Regions from separate parts of the Mus musculus genome. Here regions 1 and 3 are each linked to region 2. Evidence: chromatin contacts called from public HiChIP or PLAC-seq and promoter capture Hi-C data. All regions are on one chromosome and are shown on one strand. The core of a region is the stretch at or near the end of the contact, and the rest is flanking DNA. Distances in the headings are between cores, read along the strand shown.

Evidence for each region. Promoter capture Hi-C pulls out the DNA fragments that hold promoters and counts their contacts. HiChIP or PLAC-seq counts read pairs in DNA pulled down with a chosen protein or histone mark.
Region 1: a contact with region 2 is called in an H3K4me3 HiChIP or PLAC-seq map of forebrain, with 8 times the contacts expected there. The contact joins the enhancer-like site here to the promoter of Ncam1 in region 2. A contact is called at or near these places in 1 of 39 promoter capture datasets (embryonic stem cells), 11 of 484 Hi-C or Micro-C datasets (adipose-derived mesenchymal stem cells, cerebellum, cerebral cortex and 7 more) and 9 of 115 datasets of contacts at active chromatin or transcription factors (SST interneurons, astrocytes, differentiating embryonic stem cells and 6 more).
Region 3: a promoter capture Hi-C map of hippocampal neurons shows a contact between it and region 2, with 2.8 times the contacts expected there. The contact joins the enhancer-like site here to the promoter of Ncam1 in region 2. A contact is called at or near these places in 2 of 39 promoter capture datasets (the 3T3-L1 cell line and hippocampal neurons) and 4 of 115 datasets of contacts at active chromatin or transcription factors (embryonic forebrain, embryonic hindbrain, forebrain and 1 more).

The regions. Positions count from the first base shown.
Region 1 is chr9:50,450,878-50,454,452 of GRCm38.p6, reverse strand. No RefSeq gene overlaps it. Among named protein-coding and RNA genes, the nearest start is that of Gm32462, 33 kb to the left of the region's middle. Within about 2 kb of position 1,827, at least 108 of the 459 cell types and tissues checked have an H3K27ac peak or open chromatin away from gene starts, as enhancers often do. A contact at or near this core is called in SST interneurons, cerebellum, cerebral cortex and 4 more, where this site is marked.
Region 2 is chr9:49,797,324-49,800,823 of GRCm38.p6, reverse strand. Ncam1 (neural cell adhesion molecule 1) reads left to right here and starts at 1,755. Exons shown (of 19, transcript NM_001113204.1): 1 at 1,755-2,146. The coding sequence starts at 2,095.
Region 3 is chr9:50,372,940-50,376,806 of GRCm38.p6, reverse strand. No RefSeq gene overlaps it. Among named protein-coding and RNA genes, the nearest start is that of Gm38579, 18 kb to the left of the region's middle. Within about 2 kb of position 1,961, at least 23 of the 459 cell types and tissues checked have an H3K27ac peak or open chromatin away from gene starts, as enhancers often do. A contact at or near this core is called in forebrain and hippocampal neurons, where this site is marked.

The DNA.
Region 1 (3,575 bases), core at 578-3,077, 650 kb before region 2:
TGTGTGTGTGTGTGTGGCAGGGCAGGCACCCGGGTCACAGTGTATAGTGACAGTCAGAGGTAATTTATGAGGGCTGGTTTTCTCTTTCTATCACACGGATCTCACTCGGGGACCCTGGAACTCTATGTCTTCTCCGTTCAGCACCCCCCACTGAAAGCTGGGATTATACGCGTGCCCCTCCACACCCCGCCCCATCAGAGCCTTTTAACATTTTCATAGACACTGTAGGCACCTACGCCGTGGGAGGTGGCTGTAGTATTAAATGTGAACCTAAATTATTAGGGTGCAGATCTGCCCACGCTTGCTGGCCAATAGATTTAAAGGTCAACATGCTTAGCCAATACTTAAACTGTAACCTTGCTGATGTAACCTGTGCCCCTAAAAATATAAAAAAATGCTTGTAATAGCCATTTGGGGGTCGCCCTCTAGTTACTGGCCTCAAGGGACTAATTGAAGGTTGACCCCAATGCGCCAGAAAATAAACCTCTTGCTTTTGCATGGAAAAAAATTATTAGGGCACAGAATCACTGTCTTCAGTAGCATGCAGGCTGATGGAACTCATTACAGCAGACGCACTAACATTTAACAAAACACCTTTCTGTTTAGGATTGTCCCAGCCACCTCGATTTTGTCTTTCTCTTCCTGAAAATTGGAGAGTAAAGTATGAGTGTCTTGGAGATGCAAATGGATGGGGAAAATATGTTTTAAATTGTATTTTGATATGACAGCTAGAGGTGTGAGTTAATACAGATTAGAAACAAAATGGGTGTATTGAGGAAATGTCTTTCAGTGAATGGAAGTTGGATTCTGTGAAGATGTCAGTGTGGATTCAAGTTTGTCATTATTTGTCTATTTTTCTTTCTTGCTACAAAATGTCAGTGTAAAAAGAAACAGTGATGAAAAATGATCTGTGTTGTCCTGTTTGAAAGTCTTTAAATACAGTAACTATAAATGCTCAGTCAGTATAGCTGCATAGATCTAAGGTTTAAAGGATTTAAAAGGAGCCTGAGGCTGAGTTCCACTGTCCTGACTGATTTGGATGGATAAACCTTGAGATGAATTTGAGGATGATGGTGGTGATGGTGATGATGTAGGTGTGGTGTGTGTATGTGTATACATGTTCCACGGCACACGTGTAGAGGTCAGAAGACAACTTTGTGGAGCCAGTCATTTCCTTCCACCTTTATGTGGGTTCTGGGGATCAGACTCACATCACGAGCTTTGCACGGCAGGCACTTTTCCCAGTGGGACACCTCGCTGCCCCTCCCACAGCTTTTGCTATGTGAGCCTGGGTATTCAATAGGCAGAGATGCACTCGAGTATAATCTCTTCCTTGGCTTACCCTTGAAGAGGCTTTGGTCTTTCATGTTTTGTTGAAATAGTTATTAAAACGTTGTTACAACTAAATAACGTAAATACTATTGAGGTCAGCTACAGAATTACTCAGAATTGCCTATATCCTTACTCTAACTGCTATAGATAAGGGAACTTGCGACCTGTGGACCATAACATTTTAGAGAAATTTGATGCGAAGACTTTGATCTTATATTACACATGGCTTGAAAGGTAATTTTATAACTTGCAAAAATGTGGCTCTCAGAGAAAATTTCGAGAAGGCTGATGTGCAGTAACAATGTATACAACCACAGGTTATGTGACAGGTATGGCACAGCGCGGCCAGTGCATAGTCACTGCAAGTGTTACCGATCAGCTGGCTGGAGTCCTTTGGTCAGCCGGATGTTGTGGGTGGGCGAAGAGAGGCTCTTCCATGTTGGCCTGGGAGCCCAGTGTATCTATCTATTCCGCAGTGTGGCGCTGCAGTACTGAGCTGTAGGCAGGAGCAGCAGAAGCAGCTGGTGGCGCCCTCTAGTGTCAGACTCTCGTGAATGCTCTGCACATTGAGATCCTTGGCTGAAATGGTAGAGAGCCTAGGCTACTAAAACCCTTAGTTTCTCAAGTGTTGCACCTGTTGTGTGAGCCCAGGGAGTGGAGATTCCCGAGTGAGTGCCTGCCTGTTTCAGCTTCTTGGCAGGCCTGGTTACGGCTGTGTTACGGCAGTGCTACAGCTGGTTCCCAGGATTAGGGTGTCTGAGACCCAGACCTAAATGTTTTACAGCTTTCTGGTTTACACTCTTCCAGTGACCAGAGTCTGAAGCTTTTCCTCCCTGGGTCTTTACATCTTTCCATTCTTCCCTAGCCTCAGTTCACTGACCTTTCTACTTCTGTCGTCACCTTATTCCTGCTTTGTCCGGAACTCTCTAGCCACCCCTTGCTTGGCTGTCAAGTGGCCGGCTACCTCTTTTTGCTTTTGCAGACCAGTCTGACAGCTGCTTAGCTCCGGCTCTGAGCTAAGCTGCCCCTCCACCACCGTTGCCTCTTATTCTGTCTGTCACCCAGCTGTCATGGCTGCTGCCACTCCTCCGGCTCTGCCATCTGCCGCTTCTTCCTTTGTGGTTCTAGCTCAGTCCAAGAACTGATCACTCAAGAGAAGCATTTTGTGGTCTGATATTGCAACACTGGGGGAGGCTGCACAGAGAGGGTCTAGTAGGTAACTGACCGAGTGAGCTGAGAAGCCTGCTGGTATAGCAAGAGAGAGAGAGGGGGGGTAGAGGGAGGGAGAGAGAGGGAGGAGAGAGAGGAAGAGTGGGAGAGAGAGAGGGGGAGAGAGAGGGGGGAGGGAGAAGGAGAGAGGGAGGGAGAAGGAGAGAGGGAGGGAGAAGGAGAGAGGGAGGGAGAGGGAGAAAGGCAGAGAGGGAGAAATAGAGGGAGAGAGGGAGAGAGGGAGAGGGAGTTTGTACCAATCACAGCACACTCCACATGAAAATGACTGTTGTATTTGCACCAATCATGCCCTTTAGCATCAACCATAGCGTTCCCTTGTTGGGTCCTGGGGCTTTCTCTGGTCTAGGTGGAAATGTTTCTATCATTTAAAGTTCACTAAACCTTGTGACAGCTAAAAAATTCAGTGCAAGTGGCTTAAATCCATCCTGCGTGGAGCCACACGTTCAGGAGGCAGAGCTAGCAGCTGTGATGGACATATACCCTTCCTTAGGGCTCAGCAGGGTGTTCAAAATGGCCGTGGTAGTCTTGCTGTCTGTTTGAAATCTACTTGTTTTGCTCAAGGGCGTGGGGCAGCTAGGGAGAGTCCAACAGCTGTCAATTAGGGAATCACACTACCTTACACCCAAACGTCTTTCCTTACTTACAGGCCAATGGACATCAGAAGGAGGGCTCACAATGAGAACATAAAGGGATTAACAGTGGATGATTTTTAATGATGCTGACAGTATAACACTGGTTGACCTGCCTGGTGTCTCGAGGAGGAAAGATTGGTTCCCCCAACCCCCCACTAGCCCCATTTGTCTAAGAAGTATTATAAAGTAGATGCTGTTGGGAACTTTGTGCAATGTTACTGTGGACTTTCTATACTCATAACACCCCTTTGATTAACACACCACAGAGATCAAGACAAGTAATACTGTAATCCAGTATAGAGTATATGTATTCCAGTGCGGCCAGCGCATAGTGCAGGACATGACAACTTAGGGGTTAGGGAAATCTTCACGTGGGAGATC
Region 2 (3,500 bases), core at 506-3,005:
GGAATGGGTGTGTCTCTCACTCTGGGTGGTAAAATTAGAAAACTCTTATTTTGGATGCTCCAACCTTCACTCCTCTCTACCCTCTGCCTAGTCTCTCCATCTTTGTCTGTGTAGAAAACTCAATTAGGAAAGAGTCAGAGACATTTATCTCATAAAGTTATAAGGTGGTCATTTTATATACTGGCAAAAGACAGTGTGTCGTCAAAGACACAACTAGCAATATGTAAAAATATATGTGACGTGCATAATATTAATCAGGTTGTTGGCTCAGGGACAAAGACCTCATGTAAACCCCTTACGGAGAGGAAAGGGTCATTTGTACTTATGGTTCAGAACTCTCAGGTTGTGGCAGCTTTATCTTGTATTCACATGCACATGTGCGCTCTCTCTCTCTCTCTCTCTCTCTCTCAAACACACACACAAAATTTGTATGCATATATATACACAACTTAGAAAAATTGGGCTATCTTTAGAATCTGGGGCAAAGAGATATTCTTTTTACTTTTCTGTATTTTTGAATTGTTTATAATCACCATAAGGCAAAAATTTAAAAAGTGAACATGAAAGATTCCTGGGAGACAGACTGCTTCTCATGGATCCTTGGAACCCGCAGCATGTGATAGGACTGGGTACATTATACAGAGGAAAGGAGAGCTGGATGGTGACTGGTCAGCTAGCAGAAGGTGGGTTTTCTGACTGCTAAAGCATCAAGGAGTCTGCCCTTTAAAGAACATTGCAGGGCTTGGGATTGTGTGTGAACTGGCTCTTTGGTCTGTCAGAGGGCTTCACTGAGCAGAGCCACTTCTGGAGCACCCTCACTTGTATTTCCTGCACAACTCAAGCCCCACTCAGGTGCTAAAGAGTGTTGATTTCACTATGTTCCCATCCCCTCTTTTAACAAACAAGGCTGCTTGATTAATGGAAGTCTTTGTGTTGATATCTCAGTCATATTGTATTTTCATAGCCTTAAGAGTGGAGGTCTCCCGCTGAAGGAGGATGCTTGCTGTCGCTCCTGTGCCTTAATACACACAGAAGAGCCAGGGCAAAGGAGGGAGAGAGAGGGAGGATCCCAATACCAGTTTCTGGTTATTCCTGAATATTACTTATAAATGGCTCTGCATTTTCTTTTGACTGGCTTCCCCACCCCCTACTTCTGAGATCTGAGTTGTGCTGCTGTGAGTTGCTCCCTCTGTGGGAAGATGAACTTCATAGCCAGGAGAAAACAAACAACAAAACAAACCTCCACAGCCCTCAGCTCTCTCCAAATTTCCAATTTCCTTCTCTTAGGAGGAAGAGGAAAAGAAGGAGAAGGAGGAGGAGGAGGAGGAGGAGGAGGAGGAGGAGGAGGAGGAGGAGAAGGAAAAGAAGGAAAAGAAGGAAAAGAAGGAGAAGAAGGAGAAGAAGGAGAAGAAGGAGAAGAAGGAGAAGAAGAAGAAGCAGAAGCAGCCATATGCTTTTTATTGCAAGGACTTTAGTAACTAAACTGGAGGGGGGGGTGTCCACAACTTTGAAAATCGAACCGAATCTAAAATTCTTTTTCCCCCTAATTATTAAAAACGTTCAAATTCCTGATTAAGGAACGCCGGAGGGCAGAATGATCTCCAAAGACGTGAATGAAGGAAAAGGGTGAAAAGAAATCCCAGCTCTGCCTGGAAGGTTCCCTGTGAAAGAGCCCGGCTCCCTTGGTAACTCCAGGCCGCGTTTTACAGGCAGCCGCATCTGCCTCCCCTGTCTCTTACCTCCTGGATGTTAGGAACTATTTGTGGTCGGCGTGGTGGAAGGACACAGTGAGGCTCTCACCTCCGCCCCCCGCCCGTCGCTCGCATCCCCAGTTCCATCAAAGCCAACCCGGGCCAGCGCAGGGATCTCCGAGTTGCGAGTGTGCTGAGGCTGGGACTGTCACTCATTCTCCGCTCAGCGCGTGAACGCAGCTCGGCAGTGGCTGGCAAGAAACAATTCTGCAAAAATAATCATACCCAGCCTGGCAATTGTCTGCTCCTCGGTCCATTGCTCCGCCGCCGTCCACAGTCGCTTGCAAGGGGAAGGCACTGAATTTACCGCGGCCAGAACATCCCTCCCAGCCGGCAGTTTACAATGCTGCGAACTAAGGATCTCATCTGGACTTTGTTTTTCCTGGGAACTGCAGGTACATTTTAATTTAATTTAATTAAAAAAAATCTACATCGGGTCTGTTAATTGTCCGCTTGCCCCTGTCTTCTCTCCCTATCCCCGAGAAGCCCGGTTCTTTTGGCTGGTTTTGTGTGTAAAGCAAAGACAGCATTTTCACTGAGCTGAGAAGGGAGCGCATCGTATCGTCCTTGCTTGGCCAGCCAAACCCGTGCCCTCCGGGACGGCGCTGGACGCGGCTGCCTCCCCGCTCAGTGGCGGCCGCGCACGCCCTTCCCACTTGTGTGCCCGCGGAGGTGGGACAGGGGTATGGGGACCGGGATGCTGCCGTGATGGGCAGCGCTGCTTTCCCCTTCCCCGAAGGCGGGTGGCGGATGCGTGGCTCGGGTGGTGTCGCCCCCCAGGCTCATCTTTCACCTAGAGGTGTTTGTCAAGCTTCGAGAAGAGTGAACAATAAGGCTGGGGCAGTTTTACCCCCACCGTTATGTCCCGGGCTGGGGTAAAGTGAGGCTTGCAGCCTTCGCTTACTCCCCCGTCTTCCCCGCCCCGAATAACGGTTTGCAAAATGGGGCAACCACCGGCAGCACCGCAGGGCCCTGTGGTCGTTCCTGCACCCCCGTGCAAATGACGTTAGTTTTTCATTTGCCAAATTGCTGGGTAGTTGCAAAACCTGCCCTCGGCCGGGAGCACGGAGGGATGGGAGGGTCCAGCGCCGCGTTTTGACAGGAGGAAGTGCAGAGGGGCGGAGGGTGAGGAGGGCGTGATCGGGGCTGCCTGGTTGTGTGTGTGTGCGCGCGCGTGTGCGCGCGTGTGCCTTTACACGCACCGAGAGCCTAGGGTTGCACGGTGCCAGCGAAGAATGGCAGGTAGCCAGCTGCCCAAGACACCTCTTCCTTTCTCTGGGCGATATTCCTGATCCTGGCAAAGTGTGAACAATGGGGAGCTCGGGAGAAAGACCGTAGCGACGCTGTCGCGGGTGGCGAGGGCTGTGCCACCGCCCAGAGATCCTTAGCATTCGGGAAGGGGGCGCATTGCATTTTGGCTATTTCCATCTCGGCTTTCCCTGGAAAATTCCTCAGTGTGCCCACCCTCCCTTCCAGCTGCTGCCCCTACCCCACCCAAGGATTTGTGCTTTGGCGTCCCAATGGACTGGGAGAGGGGGAAGCAAAGGGCACTGGGGCCGCCGAGAGCTGGGTGGGATGGGCCGACAGCTGGGGCGGGGGGGGGGCGTGTGCTGCCAAGCACCAGCTGAAAGCAGGCTAGGCGGAGGAGACCGCGCATGGCTGTGGCTTCTGCCTGGTGTGGCTGTACTGGTCCAGATCTCTAAGCCTTGGGTGTGGAGCCCACAGAGCGGCCCCGGGAGCACCCAGTGC
Region 3 (3,867 bases), core at 712-3,211, 580 kb before region 2:
GTTCCGGTGTCTGTAGAAGGTGACATCGAAGGCAGAGAGTCCTCTGTTGGCTATTCCCATATCTTACCTGTGAACAGGCTGGTCAAAAGCCCATGAGTCAGAGACACTAAGGGTGAGCCTAATGCTTCTGCTAAGTGATGTGTTGTTAAACTTCCCCTTAAATGTTTATGTTCATCCCTGCAGAGTAGTGCTGCCCTAAGCCTCGATCAATGAGGCATCTATTTGCAGAGATTTGTCTTGACTGTAGAGACTCGTGGCTGGTCAAGGTGCTGACAACAAGTGACTGCTCACCATACACCTCCCCCCCTGAGGTACAGGGAGTGCTGTGGAAGAGGGGAATGAGCCTCGTGGAAGAAATGTCAGAATTGAATATGGGCGAGCGGAGCTGTGAAGCTATCTTGTGGGCGTAAGACGGTCTGGACACTCACAGCTAAGGTGTCTTACTTCGTGCCTGCACAGGACAGTCAGGTCCACACGCAGGGTTTCTTTAAGTGTAAGTTCCATTTCATTTGGATAGATGCCTGGGAGTACGGAAGCTGAGTTATTTGATAAGAGCACGTTTCTCCTTAGGAGAAATGATCAAACTGTTTTCCTAGGCGGTCATGCATTTCGAATCAGGTGCGTGTATACCAGGCAGTTACTCTGCAGTCTTGCTGGCACTTGCAAGAATCAACTTGCCATCATTTTAGCCACTGTGCTAGCTGTGAAGTGGTATCTCATTGTGGTTTGAATTTGTATCTCCCTGGTGCCCTATGATGTTGGCTACCTCTCCTTGCCATGTAAATTGTCTATTCCACTCTTTTGTAGGACACAGAAACAAAGCTTCATCTGACCAGGAAGCTCGCCCTGGCAGTTAGCTTCATAGCACTGAAAGGTCCCATGCAAGCTGCAGGGGGAGAAGAGACGTTAGTTGTCTTGTCCAGCACAGACCTGCCAAGCAAGATGTGCTGACCGGTACAAAAACCAGAGAATTTTCAGGAAGGATTTCCTGAGGGGAGAACACCCTCCCCCGGAGTGGGTGGTACCTGCCACTGGCAGCCAAGATGTAAAAAGGTCCAAAGAAACAACAGAGCTGTTTGCCTGCCTTTGCTTCCTGCTTCTGAGTGACCGGCATCTGCCTTGTTGCTGCCTCCGCTGCCAGTTTTCACTGACAGCAGAACACAGCTTCTCCAGCCTTCCAGCAGGGTGTGAAGAGCAGCAGCCCCCTAGCAATCCTGCAGGCTTTCAGCACCAGACTGGGACTGCTGAGGAGTACAGCTTCATGGATGGAGCAGCTACTGGACTCTGTTCCCAGTGTGCAGAGGGCCACTTATAGACTACTCAGTCCTTACTGTGTAAGACAATCAATGAATCCTATATTCACTCTAGAAGAATAGACAGAACTCTACTTTGTATGGTATTGTGTTTGTGGATTTTGATGGTAAGACAGTCTCAGTGGTCTATCCTTTCCTCAGGGGCAGAGGCTCTCTAATGGCCAAGGCTGAGGACATTTACCTGGGCATCCTTCAAGGCTAAAGGAGTATTTCTGTTCCATTACAGGCTGAATCATGTCACCTCTACCCCAAGTTCCTAACTCTCAGCACATCAGAATGTGATTGTATTTGGAGAATGGTCTTTTAAAGAGATAATTAAGATGAGGAACTTGAGGTGTCCTGATGCAAACTGGATGATGTCTATATAAGAAGAGATCTGAATGCAAGGAGGCATCAGGGACACACACACACACACACACACACACACACACACACACTCACACACATGCAATATGATGTCACAGTAAGAAGGTCATGACTTGGAAGCTGAGGAGAGGCCTGAGACCAAGTTTGCAACGACTTTGATCATCTTTGACTTCTAGACTCTACAACTGTGGGAAAGTGAATGTTGTTTAGACCAGCTAGTCTGTGGGGTGTTGCTATAGCAACCCTAGTGGGTGAGCATGTGTTCCCTAGCTATACAGGAGCTCTGCCTGGGGCCCCAGAGTGACAGAATGTGCCTGCTCATCCTCCTTCAGCCATTGCATTCTCTCCTTGTCCCCAATTCTATCTAAAGCAGGAAGCAGCCATGCTCTCTGTCACCAGGCCGCTTTCCGATGACTGCAGCGCCTGCAGCAGCAAACGTGGTCCCAACCCTCCCAGCCTTACCCTCTCCATCATGGCTCTCGTAATCCAGCATCATCAACCTTGCCATAGCCTACATTTCCCTACCTCCTGGGCTAGAACTTGGGAAGTAGACAGCCCATCAGGGAATGTCCAGGGTCTTCTCTCTTCACCTGCGGCTCTGCTCCTAGGCCCTTTGTACCCCAGGGAGATTCTAGTAAAACTTTGACGGTAGTAATAAAAGTCTTAACATTTGGAGGAAGGGAAGCTGTCTCCAAGACAGATTTTAGGCCCCTTTTACTCTGCGTTTGTGGCATTTTCTTGGAGACCTTCCACTCTATCTCTACTTCCCCGTGCTAATTGTTGGGATCGATGCTGTAGCAATTATACGACGCTGACTGCAGCCACCACACATCCCAGGCTTAAGTGTTGCTAAATGTCACTTTCACACTCCCCAGTGTATGGGGTGTAATTATAACTGGTTCACTAGCTTCCCAGGGAAGGAGAAGGATGCTTTTAGCTCCAAAAGGAGAATGGAAATGCATTTTTTTCCCTCTAAACTTTCAAGAACACTCATTTCTGGAGAGACCCTGGCCTGGAGAGAGAGGACATGACATAGGCTCTCTGCAAGCTCAGCACTCCTGCTGGGAACACAGTTGGGACTCACTCCTAAACATGGAGGATCACTGACTTCTCTTCTCATCCATGCTGCCGAAGCCCGAGATCAAACCCAGAGGCAAAGAGACAGAGACAACCCGGGGTCATTGTGATGGCCAATGCTACTGTGGAGCAGGGTGTTGGCAGATATTAAAGGCAGCAGGTGACGTGGGTGGAGCAGCGGGCAGCAGTAACCCAGCTTGGGGCTTGTATTTAGCCGTGTGCATTGTACGAATCACTTCACGATTTCATTTCTGCCACTTCTCAAGTGGAAATAATAAATCCTGTTTGACCTCCTTCAGTTAAATGAAATCCCACAAATATTTAGTCAGTGCCTGCTATGATTTAGTTGCTGGGGGATGTCACAGTGGTGTATAAGTTAGATCTGTCGCCTGCCCCCCTGTGAGCTTTGACTCTAAGCAGGAGTTAGCAGAGGGACAAAGCCAGCTTCTGTGCCATTTCTGCACAACCTTCAAGCTAAGGAAAGAGTTTACACTTATCAGATCAGTCACAGTTAAAAATCACAATAGAAAGGGAAAAAGAAATTACAAGTGGGGTTTCAAAGACTATACACAAAGACAATGAAAATATCCTCCTTTAAATGGTATGCTAAAATGACAGTGTTCTTGTATCTATGGGGTTAGATGAACAGGAATTAGGAGGGCAGAGGAAGATTGCCACACAAGCCCGGGGACCTGAGTCTGAGCTTTGGAACTTGTGTGTGGCTACATTGGTTTGTGTCTGTAATCCTAGTGTCCCTGTGACGAGAATGGAGAACTGGCCAGAAGCTGGCGGGTAGCTAGACTGGAGTTTGCTGTACTGCGGCAGCAACAGAGAGATAGCCTGCCTCCAACCAGGGGAAGGTAAGGTGCATCACTTAAAAAGATCCCCACATACGTACGTGCACCATGACACACGTGTACCCACATCCAAGTACAAAATAAGTAAATGAAAAACTCAACAGGGAGATTAAGTCGATTGTCCTTGTCTCTTACTTTTTAACAATGTGGCTGTGAGACAATTGGAAGTCACAGTGGTGGCTCGTGCTGGATTTCTGTTGGATAGTGATGGCTGAGGATTAGACTGAGTCTAAACTCAGATCTGCTGCTTATTG